2 separate regions of the Pan troglodytes genome follow, and region 2 is linked to region 1. The links are chromatin contacts, called in public HiChIP or PLAC-seq maps. All regions are on one chromosome and are shown on one strand. The core of a region is the stretch at or near the end of the contact, and the rest is flanking DNA. Distances in the headings are between cores, read along the strand shown.

Region 1 (6,777 bases), core at 540-3,039:
ACAAGAGCGAAACTCCATCTCAAAAAAAAAAAAAAAATAGAAAGAAAGAAAGAAAGAAAGAAAGAAAGAAATGTGATGTGGGAGTGCTTCAAGTAAAAGAAAAATTATCCCTGCCATGATATTCTCTGTGCAATGCTTCAATATGCTTATCAAACAAGAGAACTATTGCTGAAAGAATTTTAGCATCTTTTTTACTAAGGCTTCTTTTTTCAATTTATTTGTTCAAACGTTCCTGGATTGTGGGTTCCATTTTACAGAGATATGAAAGCCAATCAGATAGTGTTGCAGGTATTTACACTGCCTTTAAATTTGTACTTTTCTCTGGGAATGACAGGGGAGAAGCAGATGGTGACACCAGTGGGGTTTCTTATTTGAAATGACACAGTCTATATGATTAACCAGCAACAAGAGGCCAATCCAACTAGAATCTAGGACTAAGACTGAGTTTTGAGTGTTGGCAACAGGAAGAGTGTGCTGAAAGCACCTATCCTCAGCCCAGGCAGAGTGTAGAGAAAATGGATTCATCTAGAAAATTATAAAAGACGAAATGAATATCACAGCTCTAGGGTTCAGACACATGCTCATTTGAAACAGTCCATAATATAGACTGATTGTTTTTTGTCAACTCATTATCCAAGAGCCAAGAAGTGCTGCATGAATGACCATCTGGAGATGAAGTTAAAGTGAAAGCCAGTGCTGGGAAACTAGTCACTCAACACCCAAACTGAATCCAGCATTTGTGGAAAGACCTCAGGCTGTGGCACAGATGAGAGTCAGGGGTTCTGACGGGCCCCACTATAGCCTCCAGGAGGGCTCTGTGGATTGGGGTTGGCAGCACTTCCTTAGATGGTGACCCTGCCTTCCTTCCTTTAGCCCACTTTCTTTCGCCCTCCTCTCTTCACGGAGTGCTTTCATCCTTCAACTAAAATGTCTGAAACAACCTTATTTTCCATCCTGGCAAGCTTGCACCATCCTCATTCATAGCTCATCTGGGAGCTTTCTTTTCCTTAAAGTAGGATTAATACAAGTGATAGCTTATTCCCTTTAGACTTCCAAGATCAAAAATAAATCCATACATACATGAAAATGGCAGAAAGAAGGAACCATGGGAGGGTCGCCTTTTCTTTTTCTCTTTACCACAGAACAGAGCGCAGGACTATAGTCTGATTGTCCTACAATCTATTCCATTTATTTTCACTCCCAATAGATGGTGTAATTTGGAAAAGAAAAGACACTCACGGGGCTTAACTGAGACCCAATAGGAAACGCATAAACGTCTCCCTGCAGCACAATGATGCACTCGCTGCATCTCGGGGCTGCGGTACAAATGCTCAGTCCCTGCTTTGCTGAGCTGACCCGAGTGGAGCGGAGCGGTGGAGATTTCACCACGCTAACCCCGCTGGGCCTCGGCACCTCCACACAAGCCCCATTCCATCTCCTTCTTCCCATCACTTGGTCCATAGATCAATTGATTCCGTGCCTCGTCCCCCATATCCGTCCCTAAAACCTACCCTGCACTGGTCCACCTTCAGATTTCCCACTGCTCCTCCGCAGAACCCACCCAGTGTGCATGTTTGTGCACATTTTGACAGAAAAAGTACTTCGTTGCATATGGATCAGCAACCCCTTCGCGGTTCTGCTTGCTCCCCTCCCCCTCCTCCCGCTGCTCCATTCACCTCCATCTCAGATCCCCCTCCTCCCCCCAGTCCGGTGGGGTAAAGAAAGCCTCCTCCAGGCAGCACAATGGCTGGCACTCTGAGGAAGCCGGACTCATCCCGTGCAGGCCGCATACACACTCCACTGCCCTTCCGGCCAAACAAGCCCGGACACGGGAGAGGGATGAGAGTCGGGGATGCCTAGCGGCGGGGAGGGAAGGGATAGGCAAAAGGGAAGAAGAGCGGGCTGTGATACCCGCTCGACGCCGTCAAACACTGCTCCCCGCGCTCCAGAGCCCGGGGCCCACCCGACGGCAGCGCGCCCCGCCACCGCGCAGCCGCCCCGGTCCCTTCTCCCGCCCGTCTGTAGTAAAACAATCGCTCTCCCGGCGTCTGCGGCCGCTGCCAGCGGTTCTGACACTGCAGGAATGCGCGGTCTGGGAAAGGCTCCGCACTCTGGGGAGGGGCACGAGCGGGGTCGGGGGTAAGTTTTTAGGGACAAAGATGATCTTGGGGCGTTTTCGGTGACTGGACCAGATAACGGTCCCGGGACGAGGTACCGACCCACTGCCCCAGCGCGATCGGGCGGCGTTCCCTTCTTCCCCCAGCCCCCATACCTCGCCGCCTGCCTTCACACGCGCGCACACACGCGGGCACACACACGCGGACACACACACACACACACACACACACACACACACACACACACACCAGGCCTGGCTGGAGGGCCGATGCTGAGATGATACTGGAAGTGCCCATCATCCCACATCTCCAGGGCCTGGCGCGGCGTCCCAGCTGCGCTCCCTGAAGGGCTGGGCAGGAAGGCGACGGCCTCCCGTTGTTCCTTTCTAATCCCAGAATGGGACCAGGTGAGGGGAGCTGCGGCGACCCCAGACCGTCCTGTCAGAGAATCCCGGGGCCTCCTTACCACCCCCACCAGACCCCACCCCCAGCAGTGAGTCGGGTCCTAACTAAAGTCGACCCCCGCGACGGCACCTGTGCGGGTCCTGGCGGAGGGAGGCGGATCCCGGGGCTCAGCCGGACACCCCCATCCACGGGCCGCGGGAGCGGCCGGAGCGCAGCGCAGCGCAGCGGAGAGCCAGCCAGCCAGCCAGCCAGCGAGCGCTCCCCCCGCAGCTCCGGCGGCGCCCGGCTCCGCTCCCGCCTCCACCCCACCCTCTCCCCGCGCTCGTGCCCGGGCTCCGGGGGCGCGCCCGCGCTCGGGCACCCACCCAACTGGCACGCGCGGGAGCTGGACGTCATCCCCTCGTTAACATTCATAGCCTTCCTCCGAGCACGTGGGCTTGCCTTTATTAATATTTATGCATTTCTGTTTCTCTCCTCTTTAACATTGGCCTTTCTGCTTCCCTCATGAATATTCAGAAACTCCAAGATGAAAGCGTGCAATAACTACCAATATGGATACCTCGCAGGGCCTGACACTAGTTTCTGGATAAAATGCAGGCGATGGCTGCTGGCGGATGCCGGCAGACACACTCAAAGACCCTTTTGGACTTTCCGAGTTTCCCATTCTCCTCTACTGGAGGCTGAGGCGGGCAGGCCCAGCGACGTCTCCCAGCTCCAACTGGGTTCGGACCTCAAGCCAAAAATGAGGAGGCCGGCAGGAGAGCTTTTCTCGCCCAAAGATGCTGGGTGGGAGCCGGATCCAGCTGAAAAATCTGAGTGAGAAGGTTTCAGGCCCAGGAGGACTTGAGATAATACAGGAAAATTCAAGAGGCTGAAATGAGAAGGGTCCCTGGAGTCTTGTGAAAAATTATTAATTTATCTTGTCTTCTGTGCATAGGCCTGTGCTTATAGAAGTTGTCAATAAAAAATCTAATAATTCATGAATACACACAACTAAGAGCACAAGAACTGTAATTATCGAAGGAAGGCACTGGAAAAAGCATGTCGGCTTGGAGAGCCCCAAGTACTTTTGTCTGATGGCAAAGTACCTCTGGGCTGAACTGAGGACTTCAACTGGAAGGGGCAGGGAGCTTCTCTTTTGCTCGTTTATGCATTCATTCCACAGACATTTCAACCATGAGAAGGTTGGAGACAGGAATAATGTCCCGATGAGATGAGAAGAAGCGTTGGCCTATTTGCCTTTGTGGGAGCAATAGACAGAGGATGCCTTCCTGTAAGAAATCACAAGGCCAGGCACGGTGGCTCACACCTATAATCCCAACATGTTGGAAAGCTGAGGCAGGAGGATCACTTGAGGCCAGGAGTTCAAGACCAGCCTAGGCAACATAGTGAGACCCCATCTCTATAAAAAAAAAAAATTAGCCAGGCATGGTGGCCCATCCTGGTAGCCCATCCTGGTAGCCGCAGCTACACTGGAGGATGAGGTGGGAGGATCGCTTGAGCCCAAGAGGTTGAAGCTGCACTCCAGCCTGGGCGACAGCAAGACCTTGTCTCAAAAGTAAATAAATAAATAAATAAATAAATAAATCACAAAGAGCAGCTGGTTAAAAGATCCCTAGATCTCCTTTCTTGGGATCATGCCCAGTTTTCTGACCTTGGGTTAGTTAACTTCCCTGTGGCTCATTTCCTCATCTGTAAAATGAAGAAAATAATAGTGCCCGCCGGGCGCGGTGGCTCACGCCTGTAATCCCAGCACTTTGGGAGGCCGAGGCGGGCGGATCACGAGGTCAGGAGATCGAGACCATCCTGGCTAACACGGTGAAACCCCATCTCCACCAAAAATACAAAAAATTAGCTGTGCGTGGTGGCGGGCGCCTGTAGTCCCAATTACTCGGGAGGCTGAGAATGGCGTGCACCCAGGAGGCGGAGCTTGGAGTGAGCCGAGATTGCGCCACTGCACTCCAGCCTGGGTGACAGAGCGAGACTCCGTCTCAAAAAAAAAAAAGAAAGAAAATAATAGTGCCCCACTCTATTGTGGCCTGTTGTGGGATTAAAGGAGTGAATATGAGTAAAGTACTTCCAGGTTTATTAGAAGGCACTATACGTATGTATGTGTGTATATATATACACACACACACATATATATGTCATATATATGTCTCATATAGATGTCCCACATATATGTCTCATATAGATGTCCCACATATATGTCTCATATAGATGTCCCACATATATGTCTCATATAGATGTCCCACATATATGTCTCATATAGATGTCCCACATATATGTCTCATATAGATGTCCCACATATATGTCTCATATAGATGTCCCACATATATGTCTCATATAGATGTCCTATATGTGTGTGTGTATATATATATGTGTGTGTGTATATATATATGTGTGTGTGTGTATATATATATGTGTATATATTTGTATATATATGTGTATATATATGTGTATATATATGTGTATATATATGTATATATATATGTCTTGGCTAATTTGAGACCATCTTTTGTCTAGATCTTCAGAGCATGGGACAAACAGATTTGAGAGAAGCTTGTGAAGTACTGAAAGTGATAAAGAACTTGGTCTTGAGCTGGTGACCTTGTTAGTTATCCTCTCTGTACCTCAGTTTTCTCATCTGTAAAATGGAGATGCCAATATCTGCTGTTGGATGCCAATATCTACTACAAGGTTGTTGTTATGCATATTAAGTAATATAATGCATGCAAAATGCTTAGCACAGTGCCTGGCATATAATAAGCAACCAATTAGTGGATTCTGTGGTTATTTTTGTGAGGCTATGAAGAAACTGAAAGCTGAGGACAAGTAGCCTAGGCTAGGTACCTAGGATGAGAAATCCCTGAACATGAGCCCAGTTATTCTTCCAGCAAACACTTATTTTATTGTAGTAAGATATATATAACATAAAAATTACTATTTTAACCATTTTTAAGTGTACAATTCACTGGTATTAAACACATTCACATTGCTGTGTAACCACCACCACTATTCATCTACAGAAATTTTGTTATCCAAACAGAAACTCTGTATCCATTAAACACTAACTCCCCAGTACTCCCTTCCCCAGCCCCTGGTAACCACTATTCTAATTTTGTCTCTAAGAATTTGACTATTCTAAGTACCTCATGTAAGTGTAATTATACAATATTTGTTTTTTGTATCTGACTTATTTCACTTAGCACAATGTTTTCAAGGTTAATCTATGTTGCAACAATGTCAGAATTTCTTTTCTTTTTAAGGTAAATAATATTCCATGGTATGTATATACTACATTTTTTTTATCTATTCATCTGCCCATGGACATTTGGATTGTTTCCACCTTTTGGCTATTGTGAATAATGCTACTAATCTGTCATGGGATTAGAGTGAGAAAGAAAGAATAAAAAAATAATGCTGCTGTCAACATCGGTGTACAAATTCCAGCAAGCATTGGTTGCATTCCATGACCTAGGCTAGAAGCTGGGGAGCTAAAAATGAAGGCATGCTTTCAAGAGGTTCCATGTTTAGTATGTTGATTTCCAAACTCTGCTGCTTAGAACCTGCAGTGGATTGAATGGTATTTTCCTAAAATTTGTGTCTACTCAGAACCTCAGAATGTGACTTTTACAGATGTAATCAGTTATGATGAGGTCATACTAGATTCAGGTAGGCCCTAAATCCAATGACTGGTGTCCTTATAAGAAGAGGAGAGGAGGCTGGGCATGGTGGCTCACACCTGTAATCCTAGCACTTTGGGAGGTGAGTAGATCAACTGTGGTCAGGAGTTCGAGACCAGCCTGGACAACATGGCGAAACCCCATCTCTACTAAAAATTAAAAAAAAAAAAAAATTAGCAGGGTGTGGTGTCACATACCTATAATCCCAGCTACCTGAGAGGCTGAGGAAGGAGAATCGCTTGAACCGGGGAGGCGCAGGTTGCAGTGAGCTGAGATCATGCCACTGTACTCCAGCCCAGGTGACAAAGCAAGACTATGTCAAAAACAAAAACAAAAAATACAAGAGGAGAGCATGCACAGGAAAGGAGGCAGAGATTGGAGTAATTCAGGTACAAGCCAAATGACATCAAGGATTGCCAGGAACCACCCAAAGCTAGAATGAGGCAAGAAAAGATTCTTCCCCAGGACCTTCAGTAGGTAGCATGGCCCTGCTGACAGCTTGATTTTGGACTTCCAGCCTCTAGAACCATGAAACCATAAATTTCTATTTAAAGATCATTTGTTGTGGC
Region 2 (6,612 bases), core at 1,551-4,050, 92 kb after region 1:
GCCTTTCCTCATGGACTGGTATCAAAGACTCATCCTAAAAATAGGATTAGATTTTCAAACTTTGTTTTTTGTTTTTTTTTTTTTTTTTTTTGAGACAGAATGTCCTTCTGTTGCCCAGGCTGGAGTGTGATGGCGCAATCTCAGCTCACTGCAACCTCCGCCTCCCTGGTTCAAGCGATTTCTCCTGCCTCAGCCTCCCGAGTAGCTGGGATTACAGGCACGTGCCATCAGGCCCGGCTAATTTTTGTATATTTAGTAGAGACGGGGGTTTCACCATGTTGGTCAGGCTGGTCTCGAACTCCTGACCTCATGATCCGCCCGCCTCGGCCTCCCAAAATGCTGGGATTACAGGCGTGAGCCACTGCACCCGGCCCCAAACTTTGTTCTTTAATAGTACATTTTGACTTGTGAAAAGGTTTACTTAATTTGATCACTTGGAAGCTTAAATGTATTCTAAGAAACACGTTTAATACTTTTTTTTTTTTTTTTTTTTTTTTTTGGTGGCAGAGTCTTGCTCTGTTGTCCAGGCTGGAGTGCAATGGCGTGATCTCAGCTCACTGCAACCTCTGCCTCCTGGGTTGAAGCAATTCTACTGCCTCAGCCTCCTGAGTAGCTGAGATTACAGGAGCCCACCATCGTGCCTGGCCTACTTTGAAAAAAATTAATAAAAACTCTAACATCTTAATATTCTTTTTCTTTTTTTGAGACGGAGTTTCGTTCTTGCTGCCCAGACTGAAGTGTAATGGCGCGATCTTGGCTCACTGCAACCTCCAACTCCTGGGTTCAAGCGATTCTCCTGCCTCAGCCTCCCAAGTAGTTGGGATTACAGGATCCTGACACCAAGCCCAGCTAATTTTTGTATTTTTAGTAGAGATGGGGTTTCACCATGTTGGTGAGGCTGTTCTCAAACTCCTGACCTCAGGTGATTCACCCGCCTCGGCCTCCCAAAGTGCTGGGATTACAGGCGTGAGCCACCGCGACCGGCCTTAATATTCTTAGGTTAGTACTTAAAAAAAAACAAAAGAAACTTGAACACAATCTTTCTAATTTTAATGCCCCCCTCCCCGCTTTTTTATTTTTAAAGAGAAAAAACTTCTTTTTGAGACGGAGTCCAGCTCTGTCGCCAGGCTGGAGTGCAGTGGCGCGATCTCGGCTCACTGCAACCTCCGACTCCCTGGTTCAAGTGACTCTGTGTCAGCCTCCCGAGTAGCTGGGATTACAGGCACGCGCCACCACGCCCAGCTAATTTTTCTATTTTTAGTAGAGACGGGTTTCACCATGTTGGCCAGGATGGTCTCTACCTCCTGACCTCGTGATCCGCCCGCCTTGGCCTCCCAAAGTGCTGGGATTACAGGGGTGAGCCACCGCGCCCGACCAAAACTCCTATTTTGAAGAAGCATTTACTCCAAGTTCTGTAATTCCTTCAGGCTCAGCTTCAGTTTCCTTTTGTTAAAGTAAAATTACATCGAACACTTACTTACTATTAAAAACAAAACAAAAAAAAAAGCAGATCTATTGAATCATAACGTCCTGGGGCGAGCCTGGTCATGTGAATTTTGAAAAAAATACATGTGATTCTGAAGCAGTGATTTAAATAATGACCTTTCAATAAATGGTGGGTTCCCTTCATGGGAGAATAGGAAACTGCGTGAGTGGCAGAGGCAACAAGTTCGAAGAGCTGCGGGACGTTCCCACTCTCTCTGGTGCAGCCTTGGCTCACCGAGGCGCGCAGGGAGTGGAAGTGCCTGAGGATCAAGGTGTATACGTGCGAGTCTGAGATGATGGAATTGCTGCTCAAACTTCGTCCCCTTCTCTGCCCTCAGCAAACTTATTGGGGGTCGGGGAGCGCGTGCGGTGCGAGAGAAGAGAGGCAAGTTAGGATAGGGAGAGCGGCTCTCCGGCCGGTATTTTAACAAAGGGCTGAACTGACTAAGCATGGCCGGGCTGCCTCCCGGTCTCCCGAGGAAGCCCGCTTGCTGCTGGGGAGGGCTGTGCCTCCGCGGCGGTGGCTGTCTCAGCTGGCTGTAGAGATGCTTCCAGCTTAGCCCCGACAACCCCTTTAGGCCTAGGCACGCTCTTTCACAAAACCAGCGGCTGTGAACTCTGTCAAGGTTCCCAGGTCCATCGCAGTTACCAGGGCACAGTAACAGCTCGAGTCAACTATCAGGCACATCCTGCAAAAGACGAACTGTCTGGACCAGTCCGCGTTTGAGTTTTAATTGAGAATAAATAGGTAGAAAATGCTTCCCTCCTCTCCTTTCACCTTGTATTAGGTAACAATTTCTACCTTAAAAAAGACGGAGACGAGCGGCTCCGCATTCCGAGTTACTGGGACTTGGAGCAAGGGCCTATTTCAGCGTAGTTTCCGCTTCTTGTCACATGACGGGAGTCAGTGGGCCGCGCCTTCCCACTGCGACTCCCCGTGGGTCCGCAAACCTACACGTCACTCCTCGGCCCTCAACCAAACTGCTTGGGGCACGTTCTTTCCGCGCTCTTGACTCCTACGCGCCGGCCTATGACAGCTCGGCGGGAGCATACAGACCCGCCTCTAGACTGCTAAGTGATAGCTGTAAAGACCAATTAAAAACTGGAATCGCGGCCCGGTTTACGCCTCCGGACTTGACAGACAGTTCCGGGATCCTATCGCTCTCCAGAAGCGTCCTAGTGGCCTGGAGCCAGCCAACGGGGGAGCGGTCCGGGAGGCGGACCCGGCTCCTGCCAGGGTTGGGTGCGCCGCTGAACGGATGGCTGAGGGAGCCCCGCGGATCGTTTAGAAAAGCCGGCCAGGTGAGAAGGCCGTAGAACGTAATTTGAAAATCAGCGGCAGGTGCAGTCCATGGCGTTGATGGGGCTGAACGAAGTGCAGGAGGCAAAACCCTAAATGGGGGTGGAGAGCAGAGCTTAGGGCCTTGCAGAGGAGGGGGCGTGGGGCGTGGTGTGGGGGCTTCCTGGTTGGAAGGATGTGAAGGTCTGGGGAGGGAGGGTAAGGTGGGTCTTGAGAAGAGAGCGTGGGAAAGACTGGGTCCTGGGACTAGTTATGGAGGGGAAGGCGCGTAGGATGCTGGGGTGATGAGTGTCCCGCGCTGAGGGGTATCAGAGGTGGTCAGTTCTTTGAGGGTGGGAAGAAGAGGGAGGTGGGACCCGCTGGAACGACCGGAAGGGAGAAGAGAGTAAAAGATTGTGAGAGGGTGTGGAAACGTGTGTAGGAAAACGGGGCTGGGGAAATTGCAGTCTGGGAAACTAGAGGCAGGGTGGCAGGAGATGCCACAGCTTGCAGGGCAAGCTCCTCAACTGAGGAGAGCAGGTTGGTAAGTGTTTTAAGAAAGGTGTCTTTGCTCTTATTTGCTTGGCGGTGTGCGAAAGTGACCAAAGAGCACGAGATGAAATCTCCCTTACGGCCCTGCCCTCAATAACTAGCTCGTTTACTCAGTTTTCAAGTAGAGATCCTAGCAGTCTCATTTTGGTGTGTGGCTCGTATCAACGCAGTGGTGTTAAGTTTGTTCCTATTTCAGGCATTCCAGAAAACAGCTGCAAACCCTGAGAGATATGGCTGGATTGTTGACCTCCTGGAGTAGTTAGGCCTTTATTTTTAGTTGCAAAGTAAGCTTTCCCTTTGGGACTATACTTAAACACATTTCTAAACTGCTCTTCTGGGACAGTTAATTATGGAAAACATGCTTGACTTCTCAGTGTTGGGGCTAGCATTCTATATGCCTTCCACCTAGTCCAGTGTTGTTGTTGTTGTTGTTTTTCTCCTTTATTCCAATAATAGTGGGAAAAAAGATTCATGGAGGAGGATAGACAAACGTTTGTTAAGGGATACACAAGTACAACTAGATAGGAATAAATTCTAGTGTTCTATAGGATAACTATTATTAGGAGTATAATTAACAACAAAAATACACAATTTGTTGTATATTTTCAGATAGCTAGAAGAGTGGATTTTGAATATTCCTAAGACAAAAAAAATAAGGTGATGAATCTACTAATTATTTCCCGACTTGATCATTACACATTATATACATGTACCAAAATGTCACACTGTACTCCATAAATATGTACAATTATGTGTCAGTCAAAAAGAATAAAAGCAAAACATCTTGAATGATGTTGCATATCCTTTGTTATAGCCGTTATAACTTAGCTCTTGATCACCTTGTAATTTAAAAAAGTAGGTCTGGGGGTGGTAGCTCACGCCTGTAATCCCAGCACTTTGGGAGGCTGAGGTGGGCAGATCATGAGGTCAAGAGATCCAGACCACCCTGGCCAACATGGTGAAACCCCGTCTCTACTAAAAATACAAAAATTAGCTGGGCGTGGTGGCGCACACCTGTAGTCCCAGCTTCTCATGAGGCTGAGGCAGAAGAATCGCTTGAACCCAGGAGGTGGAGGTTGCAGTGAGCCGAGATGGCACCACTGCACTCTAGCCTGGCGACAGAGCAAGACTCCGTCTCAAAAAAAAAAAAAAAAGATAGTAGTACTGTCTTATACAAGAATAACTAACCTATGGTAGATTAATGCTATATTGCTATATAAATAATTCATATCTGTCATGTGATTTCCATTTTGAACTGCCTACAGATAGTGTCCCTCAACATTTTAATCTACTTTTTTTATCCCCCGACTCTTCTGCTTCAGTAGGAAAAGTTCGTTTTCTTTCCCTCTAGATTATCATCTGATGCCATCAAACTGTCTGTGTAATTTAATCAGTCTCTTAAATCAGCATTGTCAGTTACAGAGAAGCCTTGAGACAGATGATTGGAAGCGGGTATAGATCTGAGCAGTCGTTACAGTCTGATATATGGGATGAGAGCACAGTGGATCTGTGTTTGTGTACCTCCTCCTCTTTTTGAGTGCATAATTGTACCTGCATTAGTTATCGGGTATGCTGTTAGTTGACCCGACAGCCCCATTGGGATTTCGAAAAGAAAAAAGTTTATAGCCATTCAGTTGAAGTTTAAATTTAGGGTTCGAAATTGTGTTGATTCAGTCGTGACTTCTATTTTTCCTCTTAATGCCTTTCACTTCTTTTTTTTTTTTTTTTTTTCCTTTTTAAAGAGAGGAGGTCTGGCTCTGTTGTCCAGGCTGGAGTGCAGTGGTGTGATCCTAGCTCACTGCAGCCTCCAACTCCTGCCTCAGCCTCCTAAGTAGCTGGGACTGCAGGTGCAGACCACCAAGCCTGCATAATTTTAAACAATTTTTTGTGGAGATGGGGTTTTGCTGTATTGCTCAGATTGGTCTTGAACTCCTGGCTTCAAGCGATCCTCCCTCCTTAGCCTCTGAAATTGCTGGGGCTTGCACTTCTGGTCTCAATGTTTATTTCCTGCTTCCCCCCCTCCGCCCCTGCCACCCCATACAGTCCTGCCTTTTCTTGAGTGCTCTCTTTCTCCATTTTATTATTTTTCAGTATTTCCAATCTTTCCTGTTTATTTTTTCATCTCTTCCTTGTGCTATACTATTGCTAATTGTGCTTATGTACTTGTTAGCTGTGAAGGAGTGGGAAATAGAATTATGGATGGTTTATTCTGACCACTCCATTTTAGTCTTGACACATAGACCTGACTTGTGCCTACTTCCTTGCAAGTTGATCATACTTTAGGCCAGGCTTGGATACTAGTATTAGCCTTGACCCTCTCTGGTGTTTTTGCTAGCTCCTACGTCCTTTATGATTCCCTCTCATCATAAAATATGAAAATTAAGTAAATTGAAGGTGTTCAATATCTTGTGGTCTTGACTTTTTCATTTTAGCTGATCGTCCTGTGTTGCCACCCATTCATGTCAAGATGACTAAGTTTGGATTTTTGCGATTGTCCTATGAGAAGCAGGACACACTTCTGAAGCTTCTCATTCTGTCAATGGCTGCTGTATTATGTGAGTGTGCATGTGAACCTCTCTTTCTTTGGGGATAGAAAGAAGAAAGTCTAGAAAAAAATTGAAAATCGCTATCTTAAAATGCCTTGTTCTTTTTAGCAGATTGTTACGTTTTTCCATTCCTCATTAGTATAATTTTATGAAGGCAAAATAAAAGGAATATAAAAGTCAGGGCAGGCCGGGCGCGGTGGCTCACGCCTGTAATCCCAGCACTTTGGGAGGCCGAGGCGGGCGGATCACGAGGTCAGGAGATCGAGACCATCCTGGCTAACACGGTGAAACCCCGTCTCTACTAAAAATACAAAAAATTAGCCGGGCGTGGTAGCGGGCGCCTGTAGTCCCAGCTACTCGGGAGGCTGAGGCAGGAGAATGGCGTGAACCCGGGAGGCGGAGCTTGCAGTGAGCCGAGATCGCGCCACTGCACTCCAGCCTGGGCGACTGAGCGAGACTCCGTCTCAAAAAAAAAAAAAAAAAAAAAAAAGTCAGGGCTATGGGCCACATGCGGTGGTTCACGCCTGTAATCCCAGCACTTTGGGAGGCTGGGGTGGGTGGATCACTTGAGGCTGGGAGTTTGAGACCAGCCTGGCCAACATGATGAAACCCTGTCTCTACTAAAAATACAAAAACTAGTTGAGTGTGGTGGTGGATGCCTGTATTCCCAGCTACTTGGGAGGCTGAGGCACGAGAATCGCTCGAACCTGGGAGGCAGAGGTTGCAGTAAGCCGAGATTGCACCACTGCA

What was found. HiChIP or PLAC-seq counts read pairs in DNA pulled down with a chosen protein or histone mark.
Region 2: a contact with region 1 is called in an H3K4me3 HiChIP or PLAC-seq map of stem cell-derived excitatory neurons, with 5 times the contacts expected there. The contact joins the promoter of STT3A here to the promoter of LOC739973 in region 1. A contact is called at or near these places in 1 of 7 Hi-C or Micro-C datasets (stem cell-derived neural progenitor cells) and 1 of 1 datasets of contacts at active chromatin or transcription factors (stem cell-derived excitatory neurons).

What each region holds. Positions count from the first base shown.
Region 1 is chr9:127,436,519-127,443,295 of NHGRI_mPanTro3-v2.0_pri, forward strand. LOC739973 (putative uncharacterized protein MGC39545) reads left to right here and starts at 1,790. Exons shown (of 2, transcript XM_001147930.8): 1 at 1,790-2,139; 2 at 3,039-3,442. The coding sequence starts at 1,853. The coding sequence ends at 3,342. It overlaps FEZ1 (fasciculation and elongation protein zeta 1), which reads right to left and starts at 2,838. Exons shown (of 9, transcript XM_063783485.1): 1 at 2,652-2,838.
Region 2 is chr9:127,527,032-127,533,643 of NHGRI_mPanTro3-v2.0_pri, forward strand. It overlaps STT3A (STT3 oligosaccharyltransferase complex catalytic subunit A), which reads left to right and starts at 2,801. Exons shown (of 19, transcript NM_001246449.1): 1 at 2,801-2,827; 2 at 3,926-3,973; 3 at 5,749-5,871. The coding sequence starts at 5,784. It overlaps LOC134807284 (a long non-coding RNA gene), which reads right to left and starts at 2,452. Exons shown (of 3, transcript XR_010147341.1): 1 at 2,288-2,452.